Linked DNA regions of Mus musculus: regions 1 and 2 are each linked to region 3. The links are chromatin contacts, called in public HiChIP or PLAC-seq and promoter capture Hi-C maps. All regions are on one chromosome and are shown on one strand. The core of a region is the stretch at or near the end of the contact, and the rest is flanking DNA. Distances in the headings are between cores, read along the strand shown.

Evidence for each region. Promoter capture Hi-C pulls out the DNA fragments that hold promoters and counts their contacts. HiChIP or PLAC-seq counts read pairs in DNA pulled down with a chosen protein or histone mark.
Region 1: a contact with region 3 is called in a promoter capture Hi-C map of liver, with 2.8 times the contacts expected there. The contact joins two enhancer-like sites. A contact is called at or near these places in 2 of 39 promoter capture datasets (the C10 cell line and liver), 10 of 115 datasets of contacts at active chromatin or transcription factors (astrocytes, craniofacial prominence, embryonic basal ganglia and 7 more) and 1 of 9 other capture datasets (embryonic stem cells).
Region 2: an HNF4G HiChIP or PLAC-seq map of pancreatic cancer cells shows a contact between it and region 3. The contact joins two enhancer-like sites. A contact is called at or near these places in 1 of 115 datasets of contacts at active chromatin or transcription factors (pancreatic cancer cells) and 1 of 9 other capture datasets (embryonic stem cells).

What each region holds. Positions count from the first base shown.
Region 1 is chr11:117,843,804-117,847,375 of GRCm38.p6, reverse strand. No RefSeq gene overlaps it. Among named protein-coding and RNA genes, the nearest start is that of Birc5, 3.6 kb to the left of the region's middle. Within about 2 kb of position 1,500, at least 17 of the 459 cell types and tissues checked have an H3K27ac peak or open chromatin away from gene starts, as enhancers often do. A contact at or near this core is called in liver, where this site is marked.
Region 2 is chr11:116,218,471-116,222,278 of GRCm38.p6, reverse strand. Evpl (envoplakin) reads left to right here. Exons shown (of 22, transcript NM_025276.3): 22 at 1-1,720. The coding sequence ends at 1,524. It also overlaps the pseudogene Cdk3. Among named protein-coding and RNA genes, the nearest start is that of Gm33250, 4.9 kb to the left of the region's middle. Within about 2 kb of position 2,183, at least 134 of the 459 cell types and tissues checked have an H3K27ac peak or open chromatin away from gene starts, as enhancers often do. A contact at or near this core is called in pancreatic cancer cells, where this site is marked.
Region 3 is chr11:117,203,442-117,206,859 of GRCm38.p6, reverse strand. It overlaps a transcript of Septin9 not described here. Among named protein-coding and RNA genes, the nearest start is that of Gm39478, 61 kb to the left of the region's middle. Within about 2 kb of position 1,704, at least 58 of the 459 cell types and tissues checked have an H3K27ac peak or open chromatin away from gene starts, as enhancers often do. A contact at or near this core is called in liver and pancreatic cancer cells, where this site is marked.

The DNA of each region.
Region 1 (3,572 bases), core at 251-2,750, 640 kb before region 3:
TCTGCCAAAGAGCTATCGTTCCAGCCCAGCTCAAAAGTGTGTACTTGTATGTGGGATTTGTTTCGGGGTGGGGGGGTGGGTGTATGTACATATATGTAAGTGCACACACTTCTAAACATGCATGTGGAGTCCAGAGTACATTGGGTGTTAGACTCTAACACTCTCTACCCTATTCCCTTGAGACACAGTTTCTCACTGGCTACCAGAAACTCCACTGGTCCTCCTGCCTCTGCCCCTCACAGTGCTGGGTTTACAGATACACAGTGGCCATGCCTGGCCTTTAAGACTGGTGCTAGGGATTCAAACTCCGGTAAGAACACAGTAAGTGCTCATACTCACTGAGCCATCTCCCCAGCCCTAAGTCAAAAAACATTTTTTAAAGATTTATTTATTTATGTATACAGCGTTCTGCCTGAATGTATGTCTATAGGCCAGAAGAGGGCAGCAGATCTGATTACAGATGGTTATGAACTCAGGACCTCTGGAAGAGCAGCCAGTGCTCTTAACCTCTGAGCCATGTCTCTTGCAGTTACTAATTAATCCTACTGAAATCGACCTGGCACCAGTGGTAGTTCCTTGCTACCCGCCCCAATGTTCTGGGCTCAATGGTTGGGCCACTCCCAACCACGTGGCTAACACACCCCCCTCTGATATTCCTCAGTTATTACTCTATTCCATCTTTGTTGCCCTAGACCTGGGTGGGGGCTGGGGGTGAGGCCTGTCTTCCCCGGTTGTCACATGGAGGCTGTCTCTCTATCCTGCATTTCCTTTTATTTTAAAGATTTACTTATTTATTATGTAAGTACACTGTAGCTGTCTTCTGACATCCCAGAAGAGGGCATCAGATCTCATTACAGATGGTTATGAGCCGCCATGTGGTCTCTGGGATTTGAACTCAGGACCTTTGGAAGAGCAATCTGTGCTCTTAACTGCTGAGCCATCTCTCCAGCCCTAACCTGCATTTCTAAGGCCTGGTCTTTACTTCTTTCCTGGCATGGCAGTTCTCTCCTCCTGTTCCTTCCTCTGACTCTTCCCTGGGAATCCTTAAGCCCCACCTCTGTTTCCCTGCCCAGTCATTGGCCACTGGCAACTTTATCAATCAAAACCAACTGCGGCAAGAACACTCGGCATCTTATGTGCAGATTATCATGCAATTTTGGGAACCCAATTAACACATACAAATGTTAGACCAAATCCACATCTCTCCAGCCAGAGTCAAACATTTTTTTTTAGCATCACAATTTAGTATGTAAATTTCTTGATGTTTTATTTATTTTAGCAAAACATTTGCTATGTACAGTGTTACTGTTATCTAATAAGTTGTGTTCATCTCTACCAGTGAGTCCACCGTCTCTGAGTTGGGTAAGAGGCTGGCAGACTGGATTTATTTCTCAGCTTATCATGAGAAAATTGTGAGGAATTCTGTTTAGCAGAGCTGAGATTAATAAAGGGACAGCAGGGGTCAGATGTACAGGCAAGGTTGGCTTGGCACGGTCAATCAGGCCACTGTTTGATGTCCTTAGAGTCCAGGTTTGTATCACAGTAATGTCACAACAGTTTGAGGTCAAAGCATTTGGATCCTCACCCATCTGAGTATAAAACAACCAAGCAGCTTATAATTTCAACTCTTCCACAGTTAAGTGACTACTTGATTTCTTCTTAAAAATTTATTTACTTATTTTATGTATATGAGTATACTATTGCTCTCTTCAGACACCAGAAGAGGGTATCGGATCCCATTACAGATGGTTGTGAGCCACTGTGTGGTTGCTGGGAATTGAACTCAGGACCTCTGGAAGAACAGTCGATGCTCTTAACCGCTGAGCCATCTCTCCAGCCCCCCTCTCTCTCTTTAATTATTTATCATATGTGCATTGGTATCTGCCTGCATGTGAAGTATGTCTGTGTTATGGATGTCGGATTCCCTGAAACTAGTTACAGACAATTGTGAGGAGAGCAGCCAAGCCTGTGTTCTTAACTGCTAAGCCATCCCTCTGGGCCCCACCCCCCCAACCCCCGCCATCCGATTTCTGATTTCTTCTCTCTTGCTACCCAGGCCTGCCTGTTCTTTGCATCCCCTCCCCACCCCAATTATTCAGTAACTAGCTCTGAGCAACCCAGCCATTGCCAGCTAAGGTAGGTTATGTAACAGGACCTGTCTCCACAGCTCTGTCTGTTGACTAGCCTGTTCCTGTCTAGCCAGGTTATTTGATGTGGAAACTCAGAGCTCCTGGGGAAAATCTGGAAGGTTCCTGAGTCCAGGTGAAATCAGATCCTGGAGTTAACCTGTGGGCAGCTCCTGGATGCTAGGCAACCAGAGAGGTGTAAAGCAGGCCCTGATTTCTCAGCCAGAGCCAGAGAGCAACTTGATAGGGGTCCTTATCTCTAAAAACCCAAACCAAGCAAGCAACAAAACCCCAACATCTCCACATGCATACAAAGGGCCGGGGCAGGAGGTCTGTGTCTATGGGAGAACCATCTCCTGTAATCTGGGCCAGGGCCAGGGCCACTGGGGAACCAGGAAAAGAGCATCATCGAGTAGGGGCCTCGTCACTGGGCCAACTCTCCAGCATTTTCAAAGCAAGGAGACCAAGTAATGGTAAACCCTTCAGTCTATCTATAAACAGTCACATAGAAATCTAAAGAAAAAGATAAGTAAAGTAATCGTTGCCTTGCCTGCTGCAGCAGGATGCTGGGAGTTGTAGAACAATGTGTCTCCTGTCCTGTGAAGTACAGGAAGAAGCTAAGAGGCTTTTAGTCCTCCTCAGCCCCATGCCAGGCTACTGGCTTCTTTCAATCAATAACTTCTATGGGGGGGGGGGTAACTTTTTATGTTTTAAAAGTAGCATCTATAATTTTTTAAAATGTTGATTTTGAAAAAAAATGATTTTGGGGGGCTGGAGAGATGGCTCAGCAGTTAAGAGCACTCGCTGCTCTTCCTGAAGACCTGAGTTCAACTCCCTGTAACCCCGCTACAGGGGGCAATCTGGGACCTCAAACCTCTGTGGGCACTGCATTCATGTGCACAAACTCTCCCATATGCATAGTTAAGAATATAAAAAAATAGTTTTGGGGGCTGGTGAGATGGCTCAGTGAGTAAGAGCACCCGACTGCTCTTCCGAAGGTCCAGAGTTCAAATCCCAGCAACCACATGGTGGCTCACAACCATCCGTAAAGAGATCTTAAAGAGATCCTCTTCTGGAGTGTGTGAAGACAGCTACAGTGTATTTACATAAAATAATAAATAAATCTTTAAAAAATAGTTTTTAAAAACCCTACCAATTGTTATCAATGTTTGTGTAAGTATGATGTATGTATATACACGTGTGTGAGCACATGTGTGTGCATGTGTATAGTGTACCTCCTGTGTGGAGGTCAGGACAGTTTTTGAGAGTTTGTCTATCCTTCTACCAAGGATCCAAGGACAGGGTCAGGTTGAATCAGCAAATTTTTTACCTGCTGAGCGATCATGGTGGCCCTTTTTGGCTTTTGAGAGTCTAGCTAGGGACCCCTGGATGGCCTAAAATTCACTATGTTGAAGTTACTACACTCCCACCTCTGTCTGTCAAATG
Region 2 (3,808 bases), core at 934-3,433, 990 kb after region 3:
AAGGACCCGGTGCTGGAGGGCGAGAGGGCCCGAGTGTGGGAGATCCTTAACCGGGAGCGCGCAGCCCGCAAGGGCCGGGAGGAGGATGTCCGGAGCTTGCAGGAGCGGATCGACCGAGCCGAGGCTCTGAGGAGGTCCTGGTCCCGCGAGGAAGCTGAGCTCCAGAGGGCCCGGGACCAGGCAAGCCAGGACTGCGGGCGGCTGCAGAGACAGCTGCGGGAGCTGGAGCAGCAGAAACAGCAGAAAGCCCGGCAGCTACAGGAGGAGGGGAGGCTGCTTAGCCAGAAGACGGAGAGCGAGCGCCAGAAGGCCGCCCAGCGGAGCCAGGCGGTCACGCAGCTCGAGGCTGCCATTCTCCAGGAAAAGGACAAGATCTACGAGAAAGAGAGGACCCTCAGGGACCTGCACACCAAGGTGAGCCGGGAGGAGCTCAACCAGGAGACCCAGACCCGGGAGACCAACCTCTCCACCAAGATCTGCATCTTGGAACCGGAGACCGGCAATGACATGTCTCCTTACGAGGCCTACAAGAGGGGTGTCATCGACAGAGGCCAGTATCTCCAGCTGCAGGAGCTGGAGTGTGACTGGGAAGAAGTCACAACCTCCAGCCCCTGCGGGGAGGAGTCTGTGCTCCTGGACCGCAAGAGCGGGAAGCAATACTCCATCGAGGCCGCCCTCCGCTGCCGCCGCATTTCCAAAGAAGAGTACCACAGGTACAAAGATGGCCGCCTCCCCATCTCCGAGTTTGCCCTGCTTGTGGCAGGGGAGACCAAGCCGAGTTCTTCACTCTCCATTGGGTCCATCATCTCCAAGTCTCCAGTCTGCTCCCCAGGCCCCCAGAGTACCGGCTTCTTCTCCCCAGGCCTCTCTTTTGGGCTCACTGAGGATAGCTTCCCCATCGCGGGGATCTACGATACAACCACAGACAACAAGTGTAGCATCAAGGCAGCTGTGGCCAAGAACATGCTGGATCCTATCACTGGGCAGAAGCTGTTGGAGGCCCAGGCAGCCACGGGAGGCATTGTTGACCTTCTTAGCCGAGAACGGTACTCCGTACACAAGGCGGTGGAGCGGGGACTCATTGAGAACACCTCCACTCAACGGCTGCTCAATGCTCAGAAGGCCTTCACCGGCATCGAGGACCCTGTCACCAGGAAGAGGCTGTCGGTGGGTGAGGCCATCCAGAAGGGCTGGATGCCCCAGGAAAGCGTGCTTCCCCACCTGCTGGTACAGCACCTGACTGGGGGCCTCATCGACCCCAAGAGGACGGGACGCATCCCCGTCCCTCAGGCTGTGCTCTGCGGGATGATCAGCGAAGACCTGGGCCAGCTCCTGCAAGATGAATCCGGCTACGAGAAGGATCTGACAGACCCCATCACCAAGGAGAGGCTGAGCTACAAGGAGGCCATGGGGCGCTGCCGCAAAGATCCTCTAAGTGGCCTACTACTGCTCCCCGCCATGCTAGAAGGCTATCGCTGCTACCGCGCGGCCTCCCCCACCCTGCCAAGATCCTGTGTGCGTTGATGAGGGGCTCTGCAGAGGGGGAGGGAGAATGCACACGTCACCTTGCCCTGGAGCTGCGTAATCCGAGGCAGCGGGTCCTCCTCCTGAGTGTCCACCTCACTGCGCAATCGTTTGTGGTGTTGGGCTCTGTCCCCAAATATGGGAAGTTCCGTTGTTCCTCCCCACCCCGTGCTTCTAATAAATGGATTATCTCTGTGCCGAGTCTCCTCTCATTTGGGGTTGCGGGGTCAGTGTGTCTGGGGTGTGAGCCCAGAAGCAGTACTGCTTGGGGATTCCCCCACCCCAAAGTATGTGTTGTGTGGGGTAGATGTGCCCAGCTCACCTGCCTGAGAAACAGAAGGTCATGAAAGGAGACCCTGGAAGCCCCATAGCCCCTCAGTTCCTGCCAGAACTGCCTCTAGCTCTCTGTGGAGAGCTTCCCTTTGTTGTCAGACCATGTCCCCCATACGAAGATTGACACCAAAAGCTCAGGAAGAAGTTACATTTATTTTCCATGTGTCACACAGAAGGACATCAACTGCCTATTTTTGATGACGCGACTACTTAGAACACCCTCAGGTGTTGTAACCACTCTTAGGATCAGAGAACTGCCCTGCCCCTCCTCCTGTTTAACTAGGTCCTCTGAACTGGAATTCAACTCTCCCAACAGCCTAAACCAAAAGACCAGCAGAGGGCACCCTCTCTCAGGGGCCATGCTCTGCAGCTGTGCAGTGAAGGCGAAGGGCTAGGGTCTCTTATCTAACCTGACACCTACTGTCTGGTCATTCAGAGGAGTTCTGTGCCCTGCCCCCAATTGGGCAGGGAGCACCTGCATGCCTTTCGAAAGTGCTCCATTAAATCCAACAAACAATACAGGAACTTGCCAACCTGTAGACGACATGAACCCAAGCCCCTCAGGGTCTGTTCTTCCCCAGAAAGGCAGAAAGGGAGGGAGGCAGCTGGCGAGGGTGTGAGGTGGTGGGCCCCACATACGTGTTCTCAGCGGGAGGAACGCCCTGCTGTACATTGTTGGGGTGCTAGGGAGTGTCCAGGAGAGAAGTAGGGATGGGCCAGGGCAGTCTTGGCTGAGATCCGCTGGCTGGGGTCATACTGCAGGAGTCGCTGGGGGAGGAAGGACAAGAGACTGTTGGGTGAAATCAGGGTAGAGAGGGAGTCCCTTCAACAGGTCCCAGGGGGAGGGAGAGCCATGCCTGAAAAGCAGGTCCCCCCCTCCCCCCAAACTGGAATTAGAGTTGACTATGAGACTCCTGGTATGGGTGCTGGGAACTGAACTCTGCAAGAGCAGCCATCTCTCCAGCCCCCAAATAGGGCCTCTTTGTTTGCCAGCACTGCATAGGCCAGGCTAGCTGACCTGTGAGCTCCAGGGATCCCCCTGTCTCAGGCCCCCATCCTGCCCTTGGAGCAGTGGAGTTACAGACTCCTGCTTCTGTGTTCAGCTTTAGGTACCATGACTGGGCCTCAAGAGCCTTACCCACTGAGCCACCCTACCCCCAGGCTTTGTGTGGTTCTGCAGATCTGAAGCCAAGCTCTCATGTTTATATGGCAAGCACGTTGCCAACTGAACCATCTTAGCCTGAGTTCCCCAGCGTTTAAGCCAGGTCTGGACGCTCCCAGAACTGAGGTTAAACAGTTAGTTTTTGAGTCCAGGCCTATGATTCATGGTTCCACCTGCTCCTGCTTGAGAACAGATGTCCAAAGAGTGCGCACTTGTGCTGGGGCAGGATAGACAGAACAAGTGGAGGAGGAGCTAACAGCCTAAGAGCAGGCCTATGCAGCTCACTCTCTGTAGTCACACACATAACCCAGGCAGGGTGCCAGGAAACAGCATTTGAAGGAAAAGTGGCTTTAGCAGGAAGTGCCTGCCATCCTGCTGGCGCTAGGTTGCTAGGCAGCACACATAGCCTTCTGGTGAGGTCACTTTGGCCTCGATGGCGGCCCTGCCCTTTCTTCCCTGGCCCAGCATGGGCAAACCCAGAAATGGGGACATCATGCTTGTGAGCAAACAGGGCTGGCTCTGAGGCCCAGGAGGCAGCTGAAGCATCATCAGTAGGGAGCCAGTGGTCCACAGGTAGGGAAGAGCTGCCCTGCACAGCCAGTCCTATGTGGAGACTGACCTGTGAGAGAGGTGCTATGGGGGACACTGAGGCAGGAGGAGGTGTGGCCTCTGCTCAGAGAACTGCTCCACCCAGATGGGGCAGGAAACCCACAAGAGAGTCAGACACAAAACAACAGCCAAGGCACAAAGCCAAAGCTAACTACTTTTGAGGAGTTTCAAAAGGGAGAG
Region 3 (3,418 bases), core at 455-2,954:
AGTGAAGAGTGACCAGCTGCCTCCAGCTCCAGCTTCCATCATGACCCTCCCCCCACACACACGCACACACGGACTGGCCCATCACACTGTGAACCAACATGACATGTCCCACACTTTTGTTAAGAACTTTGTCACAGCAACAGGAAGGGAACCAACATGTAATTCACTTCACCTTGGGGCCACTGGGTTACCACACAGGGATTCCTCATAGAGAGGAGGAGGCAGAGGACCGCCATGCCGAGAGTTCCTGGAAGGAGCGACCAGGGTGATGAGAGAAAGACTGAGGCCAGAGGAACAAAATGTTAACGCTCAGGAAAAGCCAGAGAACTATGCCTGATTGCCAGAGGAAGGAAGCTTCCAGAAGAAATCACTGCAAAGTAACCAGCCAGCAGACACCTGGTTGCCAAGTGACCCAGGTAGCCTGTCACCTGCAGCCATTGATCCATGCCCATGGGCTCGGGAGGTGACAGGGATGGAGAGATCACACTGCGCCAGCCTCGTGTGCCAGTCACTGCAAGGAATGAAGATGGTGGACAGCTGGTCTCAACAGCAAACCAGCGCAGGGACACTCAGCAGGTTGATGGACAGTTTCTCTCCATCATACCTCTTGATGAAATGCTATCCTGAGCATACTTTCCTGGTTGTGGGTGACAGCCATAATAATAGCCAAAGAGTCACCATTACAGTCTAGACGGATCAGTGGGCCAGATCCTCTAGGAAAGCGGGTGAGGGGCCACCAAACACAGGACGTCCACTCTGAAGAGCCGCCAGAGCTCTGGCTTTGACCCGTACCTGGTATGTGACTTCCCGGTGAAAGGGCCTGAGTGACAGGGACATGCAACCCTGAAAGCAGGTGCCGCTCAGATAATTAAACGATACATTTCACACTTGTGGGGACAAGCAGAGCAAGGGACATAAAAGTGAATCTAACAACAGGTAGGGTTTTATGTTCCGGTTCCATTTCCTGATTGCATCGCTGAAGGAAAAGTCCACAACACAAAACATCGACCACAGGCAACAACAGCAAAACAAACAAACGAAAGTGATGGATACAGGGTCTGTCTCAGAAAGCATTTCCAGAGGGGAGAAAAAAATCAAATAAAATAAAGGCAACCGAGGTCCACAGTTAAGGCCGGCCCGCAGCCACCAGGAAGCTCTGCCACCCAGTGACTCATCCGACATAGCTGAGGTTTTACCACACCTTGTAAGCAGGGAGGCAGCGCGATGCCAGTGCTGGTGAGAAGCCACCATTCCTCCCGGCTCCCTGGTACATCTGACTGCCCTTTTGTCTGGCACCCTGCAGTATCCATATGACCCAGAAGCCCTCAGCTCTAACCTTACCTAGCCACTCGCCTGCTCTGCTCTACTGAGCCAAAGATATAGAATTAATTATCAGTGAGTTTTACAAATAACTCCTCCAGACCCCTCTGTGCCCAGCGGTCAAGTCCCTAGCATGCTGGAAGATGACAAGCACTGGATGTAACCCACTTCCAAGTTGCTTGGGTTACAGTAGCCTTATCCTCCGGCTGGGATCTGATCCTCTATAAAGAGGGTTGTGAAAGGAGGGCCCCAGGATGCAAGTCCCATTGATCTCAGCTCAAGGCCCCGGGCAGCCAGCCAGCTAGCTCACTGGTGCCCAGCCCTTCCTGGTAACCATGCTCACCTGGAACTCAGCTCAAACCTGAGCACGGTTGCCACTACTCCTGAGTCAGCTGCTGCCCCAACACGCCTGGCCTGGCGAGGACCTGGGTATAACACTCCAGGACTCCTGATGCTGCTGTGGCCCACCCTTTGCTCCAGATGTAGTCTGGGGGAGTCAGAGTGTGAGCATGCCCTGGGAGGAGTGAGGAAAAGACCACTGTGGCAGAGACTGCAGCCACCAACTGCCACGCAGGAGGCAGGCAAGCCTATAGGTCCTCTCCTCGGGATCCTCAAGCCAGGGTCAGATGGGTTGCCTCAGCTCCACAGAGACCTTCTCTGCCCCTGATTTCAGCATTCCAATCAATGCTGAAGGTCAGGGTTTGACTGGTGACTTGGGTCCCAGCCAGGGAAGGTCCGGGTCCAAGGGCCATCCTGCGACCTGAAGCTAGGATTGGCTTTCCGTGCTCCCGTTTCCTGTCCTGAGGTCTTGGGCAGCCAACAGTAAGGCTTCATCGAACCAGGTCAGATCAGTCCCCAAACAAAGCTTGGTTGTTGGAGATCTGCTAGAGGCCACTGACAAGCAAGGCTCCTGGGGCCGCCACCCCTCTCTGGTCAGAGTAGCTTGGTGTCATCTTCACTTCGGCTGCAAGCGGACCCGGGCCCAGGGCAGGGTTGGAGAGATAAGGCCAAGAAACTGGGCTGGGAGCAGCCTGCCCCTCAGCCCTCCGGGCCCTGCAGTGCTGTTGCGGAGAGCCACGGGGAGCAGCCAGAATGGAGCCTGAGGCTCAGCAGCACTCAGCAGACACTTCTGGAATAAATGGCTCAGAGCACACGGAAAATTAAAACGGATCAGGAACTCTGGGGAGTCGGGGCCCCTTGCAGCTCAGCATGGCTGTTCTGGCAAACCTGGCCAAAGTTTCTGGAGCCAGAGCAAAGCTATCCCAGAGACCTGCCCACCTGTCACAACTGGCTTTGCTGCTGCCACCAACAACCCTGCAAGCCTGGCTGCCTGACACTATAAGTGCCTTCAACCAGGGCTTAGACTTCTCTTAATTGGGACTTTTGGATCACATGGCCTGTGGCAGAGTCAGGACTCTGAGGTCTCTCTAGGAACCCCTCAGCACAGCAGGGCTGTACTTGCTGTCTTTGCAAGCCCCAAGCAGCTTCACCAGCCTCTGGTCCTGATGACCCCCCCCCCCCATAAATCCCTAAAGCAGTGAAGAGCTGGGATGTTTTCAAGGTAACAGCCCCAACAAACAAGCCTTAGATGGGGCAAGAGTCACCCCTTTCTCTACCCAAGCACCCTTTGAGCCCAGGGTCTCTCTCTTCGGAGCCCTTGACATCCTGAGACTAAGAGATCCACTCAGCATGTACCCTGGGGCCTGGCTCTGTGCTGGTCTGGGCTAGATCTCTCTTATCAAAAACATCTTTAGCAAATTGCAGAGCCCACGCAACACTGCCCACGGACAAACATGCGGAAACCTGGTCGCCTCCAGGTTCAATGCCTGTCTTGGAGCCTCGGGCAGCCTGGGACAGACAGAACCATCTGAGAAGGGCACAGAGGGTTCAGGAGGGAACACACCTTCCATGGTCTTGTTTAGACATCCAAGGGAGGCCTACGGGCACATGGACAGCCCAATGTCTGACTAAGACAGCTGCTCCTGAATGACAACTCTGCCTCTCTGCACCCATCCAGGTGTAAGCAGGTCCCACGGTAGAAGGTGGGCTCTCTCATACTCTTTCTGGTACATTTTACTCAACGCTACGCTGGTAAGAC